2 separate regions of the Mus musculus genome follow, and region 2 is linked to region 1. Evidence: chromatin contacts called from public HiCAR-type data. All regions are on one chromosome and are shown on one strand. Each heading gives the region's core, a stretch centred on a gene start, on an enhancer-like site or on the middle of the called end of the contact. The rest is flanking DNA. Distances are from core to core; before and after follow the strand shown.

Region 1 (2,565 bases), core at 30-2,529:
ATACTGAAAGAAAGTGCACTGTCCATGCACTGACTAACGCAAGGACAAGTTTGGAGCATTCATGCTATGGGATGCCAAGACTCCAGGAGACTAAGTTTCTGTGAAACTTTTTGCCCCAGGGCTGCGTCCATGCTTTTGGGCTTGCCACACAGACTTCACTGGAGTGGGTGTGGCAGTAATCCCCATGCTTCCTTGATTGCTACAAAATACAGAATTAAAATGCTTACACTAAAGATAAGATTTCCATTTAGACACTGTGTATTCATTTAAGAATAGAGTTCTGCCAAGTGAATATGGTGCCAAAACTTATAATCCTAGGATAGAGAGGCTGAGAAAGGAAGGAGTTTGAGATCAATCTGGACTACAGAGTTAAGATGTCTCAATTGTACATTTTGTGTGTGTGTGTGTTTGCCAAACACCAATACCATGTATTTTAAACTCAAAGATGGGCAAACAAAATGTACAACCTGTTCAAAATGTGAGCAAAGCACCCTATTTGTGGTCTTCTGTTTCGTATGCACTGAAGAATAAAACATCTTAAACAGCAAACAGTGCCAGGAATGCAGAAATGCCGCTTGAGAAAAATCTTACAAAACAACAAATTGATAGCAACAGCACTTACTTGTTTCACATGTGTTTATTTAGATCAGGGAGCAGATGAATAGAACTTCCAGTGAGCTCTCAAATAATGCGGACTAGAAAAACGGGCCAGGAGTAGAAGGCAGAAGAAACGGCTGGACAAACCATGGGGAGGCATGGATTTGTGGAGGGTGAGGGAGGAAGGGAAGGGCAGGAAGGGGGGCGGGGTTCCTGATGTGGGTCTCACTTGCAACAACGGGAAGATCTGTGTTCAGAGATAGGCAAGGTAGGCAAGGCGATTGTGGGTGTTAGGGAGCTCAAGAAGTCCTAAACCAAAATGGGGTTTACTGCAGCCAAACAGACTGACATAAGACCTGGAACGTGGTGGTGGCCTTTATAGTCCTCTATAGAGAATGCAAGGTCAGGACTGGCTTTCTTTGGTTCAGGGCGGCTTCTTGTTTAGGAGTTGTTGAACACTCTGAGCTCAACCGTCCTTCTGGCCAGAAACTGAGCGATTTTGTTAGAACAATGTTACTTAACCAAAGAGCTCTGTCCTGTAGGGGAAAACCTAGGCGAACTCCAACGCCCAGACCCTGGGGAAGGCTACACCTCTTGCAAGTCCTGCTCAGGGGCGCGCGGGCTGGGCTGCACGTGGACAGCGCAAGATTGCCTAGACTGCACGCTCGCCATCCTTGTTTCACGGTCGCCATGACGACGAGGCTGCCCGCAACGGTGGCTGGTCGTTGAGGCTGCCTGGTGGTGTGTCCGCCCCCCGGACATTGCCCAGCGGTGATCCAGCTCCATCCACCTGATCACGGGCTATGAGAAGATGGTGGGGCCGACAAGGAGTAAGCTCAGGGAAGGGAGCTCCGACAGGCCACAATCCTCCTGCACGGGGCAGGCGAGGAGGAGGTGGAGCGCAGCGACCATGGAGCCCCAGCAGGAGCGAAGCGCGCCCCAGGAGAGAACGAAGTGGTCGTTGCTGCAGCATTTCCTCCTAGGCGGCAGGAAACTGCCCTCGGGTGCTCGCAACTACGCGGCGCGGAGGATCCAAAGTCTGAACGCACAAAATTACTTTCAGCTGGAAGAGGTCGCCAAGCTCCTTCTTCTTAACCGCTTCCAATTCCTCTTCACTCTCCTGGACCACTTTCGCGAAAAGGTGCAGGCACTGCAGATGCATCGGTTCTCCCACAGGACCCTCTTTGGCCTAGGTGAGCCGAGTCTGCTCAGTGTTCCAGCCGAGGCTGTGCAGGGTTTTTCTCCCAGCGTAGAGACTTGAAGGGTTTGTTTGGGTCTTGGAGATTTGGTCCACTAGTGTTTGGATTGTTGGATGAGTTGGTGGCGAGATCTGAGAATTGCATGCCAGGAATTCTCAGACTTCTAGTTCTTGTTTTAAACTTTTTTTTTTTTTTTTTTTTTTTTTTTTTTTTTTTGCGAGATTTTCCAACTTAGTGGTCACCTACACGCCAACAAAAAGTTATCCTAATCAGAGCGTAGAAGAGGTTGTCTACTATCTGGATGGAATTAGGTTTCTTCGTTTTTTGAAATAAAAGGTCCTTAGCTGAGATCACCAATAGTGGAGGAAGGAGGAGGGTAGATATGTTAAACCTGCTGACAGGCACTTATTTCCATCCTGCTGAGCAACTCAGGGTGGGGGAGGGGGCTTCGCACTTCTTCCATTTATTCCTCTAATTTTCTGTAGCTTTCTACTGTAACTCAAATATTGCTGTTGTCTGGTATTTGAGCCTAGCTGCTGATATAAACACTTCAATTCAAGTTGTTGTCACCTCCTCCCATCCTGACCTATTTGAATGCTGATGTAAAAATAAGATGAGTTGCCACATTGAAGTGCTAACAGCAGTAATTAAGGAAGAGTTGAAATTCATATTTAGATTTCCATCTGATGTTTATGCCAGCAGACCCACGCCAAGTCCACAATCAACATGGATTGTTTTCCCAAGTCCAAGTTCCAGTGTTCCAAGAGTT
Region 2 (2,565 bases), core at 33-2,532, 280 kb before region 1:
GGATGTAGACTGGCATGCATACTTGGTGCCCAGTGTCTGCCCCTGATGGACCAGAAGTGATATCCATCAAGACAATTCGAGAGGCATTTGCTTGAAAGTTGTAAATAGTGACAAGGACATCTAAGAGAGATAGTACTAGGCAGCCTAGGCTACTCCCCCCCCCCCCACACACACACCTTTTGGGGCTACCCCAACTTGAAGGACAGGCGGACTTATGGCTGAGGGCCGCAGGGGTTTGACACATTAGCAAACAGCAGGTCCAGCAGAAGGGAAAATAGATCCAAAAGGCAGAGCAAAAGGCAAGAGACTCAGGACTGCAGTGCTAGAGAAACTCCAGCGCTTCCAAATTGCTATTTTCACAAAACTGGGATGACTGAGGCCCTTCAGTGCATGTTGCATAGGTTTCTGCCTGGCTCTCACTGCTCAGGAGATCTCATACCTCAATGACGCCCTGAAGTTCTACCCAAGACCATGATGGAGACCATGTCCCCTCCATTCCTGTTTAAAACAGCCACGATGGGAGAGTATCAAGGGGCTATCTCTTCAGAGTATTTGTTTTTTCTTTGTGTGGGAAGTACAGCTAGCAGCCTTCTCAGCTCTTGGTTTTCTCCCCGCCCCCAGCTCGCCAGATCCATCCAGGAAAGGCAGCGCTGACTTTCCATCAAATTCTCTCCTGCTTGTTTCCCTCACCTTTTCTCTTTCTTAATCTTCCCATGTCTCCTAAAAGGATTAATTAGAAAGATGTGAGCAGGGGTTGGGACGTCAGAAAACAATCGTCACTTTCCTATCTGACCTCTCTCACCAGCTGCAGAATTAACAAATTGAATGTCCTCAGCAGGCAGGGGTGGCACATGATACCGAGTTCATTAGGAGCCTCGCTGGGGCCGAGCGAGTAGACCGATTTAAACAACTCTCGCTGATTAAATTCCTTCCAGGCACTCCCGCCAGATGCTGTTAGAAAATACTCACATCCAAGAGGTTTTTAATTTTTTTTTAAACATGTGCCAATTATTTCCCTGCTATCTGCAGGTGCTGGCAAGCGTCACAGGCCGGCCTGGCCGGGCTGTCTACACGCTTATCCACCCGGCGCCTGCCTGGGGGGCTCACGTCTGCAAGAATGGGATCCCAGGGGCTCTTCTCTAGGCTGTCAAAACTCTCCAGCCACCCTGCCTGGCTGGCCTTCCCTGCCCCCAACCCTGGCCCCAGCGCCTCACCTTCTGAAGCTCACAGCTCTCTCAAATGTTCCTAGGTGGCAACACAGATCTGGTGACCTGCTAGAAGTGGGGCCCGAGAGGGCAGGCATGCAGTAATGTTGGGCTGAAGCCAACTGCCTTCCAGCCAGGCTAGGCTTCAGCCCTGAGCCAAACAAGGACATATAATTGCCCCCTCCGTGAGCAGGGTTGCATACTTGGCATTGGTTCACAGGCATCCCTAGCAGAAGTCCCACAATGTACTTCCCTCAGACTTCTCTACTCCAGCAGTCTCAAATACTTAGCTTATTCCTCAATCAATGCTTAATTAATTCTCATCAAATTAATAGATGCCACTTAACCACTAAAAGCAAGGACTCATAATATAAACCACACTTTTTAGCATTGCTCATATGTTTAATGAAGGTAAAGTAGCTTTTGACTAATAAAAAACTGATTATTCTGAAACCAAGCTTTCTCTTCGCTCCTTTATATTAAGGGATGGTGGCTTTGTACCACTGTTACCAGCCCTCAGAATAATACCTTTCTTGGTTGTTTCCTATTTTCCTGTCTACACCTTTAGAATTCACTCTTTGTTTTAGCATTTGCTATAGCTGTTAACCTTGGTGATCATCTCCTCTCATAGGCACTAAAAGTTCATGTTTGTTCATTTCATAGAACCCTTTCATGGCTTGGATGATCTTTGATCCAGAGCTGAATAACTGGCACCCTCTTCTTGACCATTCACTTGTGTCTACTTTCCCTGCGCTGAACTAAGAGCTTCCCTGAATTAAACAACACCCAGCCATTACAAAGACTGGAGGGGGGTTGCAGCAACCAGGGAGGGTTGGGAAAGAGGCATTTGCCTGGATTCAGATGTCTCATGAATCTGGGTGCTCACGTACAGATGTAGAGACTGGGTCCAGATGGGAGGAACAGAAGTTAGGACTTCGATCTAATGGTGTTGCCATGTCTCCTCATCCCTGAAGCCCCCAATACAAAGAATACAGTGTAAATCTGAGAAAAACTACAAACAAAATAGCCAGTGATAAAAATAGAAAAGAACACTAATTAATTCTGGGAGATCTGTTACCAATCATGATGCCAACAGCTTAAGCTCCAAGAGAGAAGATAGGTAACAATTGGGCCCCATCTTACAGATGGCCCTATCCCCAAGTCACAGGGACAAGGATTAGGGAAACAGTTCTCACCATCCTCTGAATCCCTAGAGATTCTGGAGTCTCCTCTGTGCCCAGGCTGCCCCCTGACAAATGCTTGTCACATGACCTTCCTCCAGACCATCTTTATCTGCTCTGTTCAGAGGTCACATTTCCATCAATGCAGAGGGATGGAGGCAGCCTGCTTTATCTGGGTT

The links. HiCAR-type assays count read pairs that join an accessible place to other places.
Region 2: a contact with region 1 is called in a HiCAR-type map of astrocytes, with 2.6 times the contacts expected there. The contact joins the promoter of E130101E03Rik here to the promoter of Dpy19l2 in region 1. A contact is called at or near these places in 7 of 39 promoter capture datasets (cranial neural crest, embryonic stem cells, frontonasal cranial neural crest and 2 more), 1 of 484 Hi-C or Micro-C datasets (embryonic stem cells) and 2 of 115 datasets of contacts at active chromatin or transcription factors (astrocytes and stem cell-derived neural progenitor cells).

What each region holds. Positions count from the first base shown.
Region 1 is chr9:24,695,007-24,697,571 of GRCm38.p6, reverse strand. It overlaps Dpy19l2 (dpy-19-like 2 (C. elegans)), which reads left to right and starts at 1,279. Exons shown (of 22, transcript NM_001166207.1): 1 at 1,279-1,790. The coding sequence starts at 1,409.
Region 2 is chr9:24,972,925-24,975,489 of GRCm38.p6, reverse strand. E130101E03Rik (RIKEN cDNA E130101E03 gene) reads right to left here and starts at 1,282. Exons shown (of 5, transcript NR_153861.1): 1 at 1,215-1,282; 2 at 691-720.